Regions from separate parts of the Oryctolagus cuniculus genome. Here region 2 is linked to region 1. The links are chromatin contacts, called in public Micro-C maps. All regions are on one chromosome and are shown on one strand. The core of a region is the stretch at or near the end of the contact, and the rest is flanking DNA. Distances in the headings are between cores, read along the strand shown. Region 1 overlaps PIK3C2B (phosphatidylinositol-4-phosphate 3-kinase catalytic subunit type 2 beta). Region 2 holds the start of PIK3C2B (phosphatidylinositol-4-phosphate 3-kinase catalytic subunit type 2 beta).

Region 1 (3,246 bases), core at 600-3,099:
GGCGAATGAGAGAGATGGGAGTTCAGTGGTGGCTTCCAAAGAGGAAGCAGGTTTGGGATTGGAGGAGCAGGTGGGAGACCCTCTGCTTAGCCGGTGGGTTTGTTGGCACGCGCCACCCTCCCTCCTCCTTAGGGTCCTGACCTGTGGCCGGAAGCTTCTGGGCTTGTGGCCAGCGACACAGGAAAACCCCAGTGCCCGTTGGAGCGCTCCTAACTTCCACCAGCCGGACAGTGTCATCCTGCAGGTGAGACTCCGCTGGAGCCAGCTGCAGGCTTCCCCCCTTACACTGGGGCCTGGGACTCAGCATGGGAGGACGGTGTGCTGGGAGCCGCAGGGTAAATGTGGTTAGAAGCTCGGGGGTCCCCGGCTCCCAACTCCTGCAGGTTCCCTTTGGTTTCAAGGAGTCCGCATGTAGGGTCTGAGGCCTGCCCCATCCTGGGGAGTCCCTTGTATTGACCCCTCACCCTTGTGATCAAGGCTCAGCTGCCCCCTCCCCCTGGCCAGTCACTCTGCGCTTTGTAGGGTGGACCCATTGTCCTAGGGGAGGAGGAAGAGCTGGCCAGGTCCAAGGTCCAGGTCCTGCTTCCTGGTTCCCCTTTCTGTGGTCCTGAGAGTCTTTGCTACAGAGCATGGAGTATCAGAGTCCTTAATGAAATCGAAATGGCATCAAATGAAAGCTGCCTGAGGCGGGTTTCTGTTTTTCATTTTATTTAGTTAGTTTATTTAAGAGACGGCCAAAGAGAGAGTTTCTGTCTGCTGGCTCACTACTCAAATGCCCACAAAGGTTAGGAACGGGCCAGGCCAGATCCGGGAGCTGAGAACCCAACTGCTTGAGCTGCCTCCCAGGGTGCACGTTAGCCATGAAGCTGGACTCGCACAGGCACTGCGAGGGGGGTGCAGGTGTCCCGAGCACCCTCCTAACTCTTAGGTCAAACGGCTGCTCCAAGGCAGGAGCCTTGTCTGTCTCCCTCACTGCCCTGTGCCCAGGGCCTAGAACAATGCCCGGCATGAGCTAGGGTTCAACCAGCAATTCCAGAAGGAGGGAAAGTAGGACACCCTTGGAGAAGAGGCTCACTGAGCTCTGAACCCACTGTAGCCAGGTGGACATCTGGTGTCCCAGGCCCTAGGGTTGGTAGGGCCCTTACCCAGCTCATGGTCCTGCCTCCTCCCCGCTGCTCACTGGTTCTGGGCTGGGGCCCATCCCTTCCCCTGGCTCTGTCTCAACCCAGCCACTTCCTCCCTGGTTCTTTTCCCCTCTTTTGCTTCCTTCCCAGTTCCTGCTGGAAGGGAGTTTGGGGCTCCCCGAGTCCACCTGGGTCATGTGTTTTATGCAGAGCCAGAGGGGAAGGGAGGTGGGAGCAAGGCGGGAAAGTGGGCAGCCAGCCAGTGGGGGCCCCGTTCATGCCGTCTCTTCTCTCCCCTCTCTCATCCCCCGCCCCCAGATTGACTTCCCCACCTCGGCCTTTGACATCAAGTTCACCAGCCCCCCTGGAGACGAGTTCAGCCCCCGCTATGAGTTTGGGAGCCTCCGGGAGGAAGACCAGCGGAAGCTCCAGGACATCATGCGCAAGGAGTCCCTGTACTGGTGAGGCCCCGGGAGTCTGCGTCGGTCCTTCTGACCTCCACCTGCCAGGCCCTGGCCCCTGTCCTGCTGTGCGAGTTGGGGTACTGGGGGGGGCATCACCACCTAGGCAGGAAGCGGTGCGGCCCCAGGCCTTTCTCAGTGAGCTGACAGTAGGACAAGTAGAGAGGTCAGGTCCGGAAATTAGACCCGGGAATGCGCCTTCCCCCACTGGGGGGCCTGAGCCAGGCACAGCCACCTCAGAGGACCTGAGCTGTGACCCACACCCCAGATGTGCCATCGACGGCTTGCATTGGCCATCCTCACCTCCCTGCCCCCACATCCTGCCCCTTCCACGCCTACAGGCTTGGCATATTTCTGTCCCCGTCACTTTCCGAAAAAGGATCAGGTGTCAAGGCCAGCTGGCGGCTCTCGCGTGAGCCAGGGCTGATCTCATCCTCCGGGCTGCTGCTTCCATCAGGACTGGAGAAGGAGGGCTGAGATGGGAGAGCCGCATGGGCGGGTGTGGTTGAGGCCCCTGCGCAGCCTGCACTCTAAATTCAGCGTCCACCTTGCTGGCCCCTGCAGAGCCCCGTGCACCTGCTGGGTGTGGGTGGGGGAAAACACCTGCAGCTGCGTTCCTCTCCCTCCCTCCCGTCCCACCCCGGGGGGAGCCCAGCGACTGCTAAATTTCTGCCCCCTCTTCTCTGCTGACCCCTCGCTTCATCAGCTCCTCCCTCGTCCCATCAGACACCTGATCCTAGGCCAGGCCGATGAGCTCAGGGCCTACACAGCTGCCAGCTGCACTTCCGCACTTGAAAATTGCTAAAAAGCTCTCCCAGAAAGCACAGGAGCGAGCTCTTATAGCAGGGGTGTTGAGAGGTGCAGATATGCAGTGACAAAAACAGAAACAGAGGCACACATAAAAGGAGAACTGGAGGCATGATGACCGAAGGGTATGGTTATTACATGAAACAAGAGATTGGTTTGGGGCTGGCACTGTGGCATGGCGGGTGAAGCCACCACGTGCGAAGCCAGCATCCCGTGTGGGAACCGGTTTGTGGCCCGGCTGCTCCACTTCCGCTCCAGCCCTCTGCTGGTGGCCCAGGTACTTGGGCCCCTGCACCCCACGTGGAGAACCTGGAAGAAGCTCCTGGCTTTGGCCTGATCCAGTCAGCTTTCTCAGTGTCTCTTCCTCTCTCTCTGTAGTTCTTTCAGATGAATAATTTTTTAAAAAAATTATTAGTTTGATCATATTTTCTTTTTTAAAAATATTTATTTTAAATATTTATTTGAAAGAGAGAGGGGGGGGATCTTCCATGTGCTGGCTCACTCCCCAAATTACTGCAACAGCCAGAGCTGGACCAGACCGAAGCCAGGAGCCAGGAGCTTCATCTGTGTCTCCCATGTGGTTGCAGGGGCCCAAGCACTTGGGCCACCTTCTGCTGCTTTCCCAGGTGCATTAGCAGGGAGCTGGATTGGAAGTGGAGCAGCTGGGACTCGAACTGGCGCCCATATGGGATGCGGGGGTCACAGGCAGCATCTCTCCCACTATGCCACAGCATCGATGCCTAGCTTGACCACATTTTCAAGCCTCTGAGCCTTCCCAGACCCTCGGTGCCTTCTTTTCTCTCACCCAGGTTACTGTTCTGTTTTAGTGTTTCTGCTCATGTTGTGTCTGTAGT
Region 2 (3,213 bases), core at 253-2,752, 43 kb before region 1:
TGCTTATTTATTTGAAAGGCAGAGTATCAGAGAGAGAGGGAGCGAGATCTTCCACCTACTGGTTCATTCCCCAGATGGCCACAATGGCCAGAGCTGGGCCAGCCCAAAGCCTGGAGCTTCATCCAGGTCTCCCACGTGGGTGGCAGGGACCTAAGTCCCTGAGCTATCACTTGCTGCCTCCCAGGAAGCTGGATCACAAGCAGAGACAGGACTCAAACCCAAGCGCCCTGATAGGGGTGCAGGTGTCTTAACAGATGCAAGTGCCCACTGTGCGTCTCTCCACAGCCACATAGATTGGATCGCAGGGGCTCACCTTAACAACGTAATCCAGCTGTAATCACTTGCCAAGGCCCCACCTTCAGACACCATAATTCCATTAAGTTTCATCCTTAATCCATTCACACTAAGACGCTGGGGATAGAGACTGGAACACTTGGGCCTTGGCCGACACTCACATTAGGCTCCAAACCTCACACCTGCACCCTGTGCTTTCGTTTCCACCGCAGCCCTGAGTGGTAGGTGAGAGGTGAGGCCCGCGTTGCCCTCTGTGTTGGGAGAGTGAAGTGGCCCAGCCAAGGTCACGCAGCAGAGGAGACGCACACAAACTCAACCCCAGGGCCCTGCCCTATGGCTTCTCCTCCTCCTCCTGCCTCACCCAGGGTCACCTGCTGTCAGTCCCTTTTTATTTTGCCCAGATTTCAACTTACCCATGAGAACCAAACAATAGCCTGAGAAAGAACTCACTTTCTGTATGGCTTTCTGCCCTGGCTGGGACTTCCTCTAGCTACTCAGATTCCTTGCCGGTTACCAGTCCTGCCCTTCCTGGGTGCTGGCTCTTTCTGTCCTATGACTCCAGTGTGCTAGGATGACTTACAACCGCGTCTCCTGGAGAGTTACCTCTGGGTATGCTGCAGAGTTTGCTATCAGCAAAGAGAATGTGGAAGGCCCCAGGTGTTTTTTTTTTTTTTTTTTTAAAGGCCTTGCTGAGACTTCTCTGTTTTTAAACTCTGGTGAACCCAAGACAGACCGGAATAGCAGCATCTTCACAAATATTTCCTGGAGTTGAGGGAAGGGGGAACCGGGCAGCTGTTTCCATGGGAACCCTGGCAGGGCCAGTGGGCATCTGAGGGCTGCACAGGCTCCAGCTCTGGGTACCTGAAGAGGCTGCAGAGACCCTGGTGTCTGGCGGCTGGGGGGGCGGGGAACAAGGTCGACACTGGGAGAAATGTCCTGTGATTTCAGACTTCATGGGTATTATGCAAAGCAAATGCAAAGAAGAGTTGGCCAGCTCTCGGTTTCTTCTGGGTGGAGCCTTCGGGAAAATTCTACAGACCACCGCTCCAAGCAAGGGAGGGCACCTTTTAAACGTAAACGTGACAGCTTGTCCCTCTACTCTGGCTGGGCCGGGGGTCGTCGCCCGTGCTCCCCTTCGGGGTGTCTGCCGCTGTCCCCGGGGCCGTAAGGCGGGAGACCCACGCGGAGTCGGCTGCTGGAAGCTTCCCCGACGCACGCCTGCCTCCAGGTTGGGCACCCGATCTGTCCCCATGTCACTTCTAGCAGAGCCATCTGGCTTCCCTGCCCAGGGGGTCCGGCAGGGGGAAGCAGCGCCCCGCCGCAAACCCCTCCCGCCCGCGGCCGCGGCGGCCTCTGGCCCTGCGGAGCTCCGCGCGCCGCCAGCCGCGGGGAGGGCGGGCCGAGGGGCGGCGGCCCGGGTCCCGCGGCCGCCCCGCCCTCCGGCTCGCGGCCGATTCGCGCTGCGGCGGGGCCGGCGGCCGGGCGGCTGCTGTCCAGGCAGGGCTGGCCGGGCCTGGCGGCGCCGTGCAGTGCGCCGGGCGTCCGGGAGATGGCTTCGCCCCGCTCGCCCGCCGCTCGCGCTATTGTCTCGCCCGGAGTAGCCTGACGGCGGGCTCGCGCGCGCGCTCGGCCGGCCCCTGCGCCCCGCGAAGCCACTCTCCCTGCCCGGGGAGCCGGCGGGAAGCGGCGCGCGGCTGTAAGGGACGCCCGGAGCCCACGTCGCCGAGCACACGACCCGTCGGGTCTGGCCGCGGAGCCCGCCGCCGAGCGCAGGTAGGACGCGCAGCCGGCCGGGAGCGCCGGCCCCGGGTCTGCAAAGCGCCCGGGAGCCGAGGCGGCGGAGGCAGCGGAGGCCGGGGCTCTCGCTCGCTCCAACATGGCAACAGCCGAGGTGCAACAATGGAAGCGGCGAGGGCTCCCGGCCGCGGGCCGAGCGGGGGGCGCGGGGAGAGCCCCGGCTCCAGCCCGCAGCGCCCGGCAGGTTGCGCGCCCCGCGCCCGCCGCTTCGGGGCCTCTGCAGCTCCGGACACCCCCATCCCCACTCCGTTCTCGCCAAACACGCTTCCTGGCGCCCAGCGCGGGGCGATCGCAGCCAACCAATGGCTTGGAGGTTTGTTTGTCGGTTTGTTTAAGATGAGAGATTAAAAAGCAAAAACCTGCCCCGGAGCGGGGCGGGGTGGGGTGTGGGGTTGAGAGGGGGTGCCTAGCCGTGCGCTGTGTGAAAAGTCGGCATCTGGGCCGGGGAGTCGCCAGACAGAGGGTAAAACTGGCTTCTCCCATATAAGGGCACTGCAGCAGAGGGAGCCGGAGAGGGACCCTCCGCCCCAGGTCCCTGCGCCCTGGGAAGGCGCTGCTCTCCTGGCCTGCCCTCCTCCCTCGTTTTCAGCCCTCGACAGCGGTGGCTTTGAAGCTCGGGGAAGCCGGAGCACACTGCCAAGCTGGGGTGGGGTGGGATGGGCTTGGGGAGCTGAGCCCAGGGGCTTGGCAGGCTCCTGGGTTGTGGGAAGAGGTTAACAAATGTATGAGGTTAGCGCACACACCCTGGCCAGCTGGGGTTGGAGGGAGTGTGTGTAAGAGAGAGGAGAGAGAGAAGGATCTGTTACCCTCCTCCCCCTTCAAGCCAACCTCCCCCGTCTATTTCCACCCCCTTTTGGGGTCTTTGTGGCTTCCCTGCACCGGTCACGCCTGGGATGGAATTTCTATTGTCTCTGGCTGCCCTGATATTTTTTTCTCAACTCTGTTGGGGAGTTTTGTGCCCTGGGCTGGCCGATGCCAGCAGGGCCCCGGATTCGTTCACACGCAGCGACCCCGGCTCCTAGAATTGGGCCAGCACCACCCCTGGTTCTGTGTCTGAACTACCTGACTGTCTGGGATGTGGCCAAGCACATGTAAGCAATTTGCACCGAATTCAGTTCCTGA

What was found. Hi-C and Micro-C count contacts between places; a contact is called where the count stands out from the background.
Region 2: a contact with region 1 is called in a Micro-C map of ear pinna, with 2.6 times the contacts expected there. The contact joins the promoter of PIK3C2B here to the enhancer-like site in region 1. A contact is called at or near these places in 3 of 6 Hi-C or Micro-C datasets (ear pinna, psoas muscle and an unstated tissue).

The regions. Positions count from the first base shown.
Region 1 is chr13:19,890,399-19,893,644 of mOryCun1.1, reverse strand. PIK3C2B (phosphatidylinositol-4-phosphate 3-kinase catalytic subunit type 2 beta) reads left to right here. Exons shown (of 33, transcript XM_051821194.2): 14 at 133-244; 15 at 1,443-1,585. Among named protein-coding and RNA genes, the nearest start is that of PPP1R15B, 28 kb to the right of the region's middle. Within about 2 kb of position 1,849, at least 2 of the 8 cell types and tissues checked have an H3K27ac peak or open chromatin away from gene starts, as enhancers often do.
Region 2 is chr13:19,932,590-19,935,802 of mOryCun1.1, reverse strand. It overlaps PIK3C2B (phosphatidylinositol-4-phosphate 3-kinase catalytic subunit type 2 beta), which reads left to right and starts at 1,502. Exons shown (of 33, transcript XM_051821194.2): 1 at 1,502-1,522.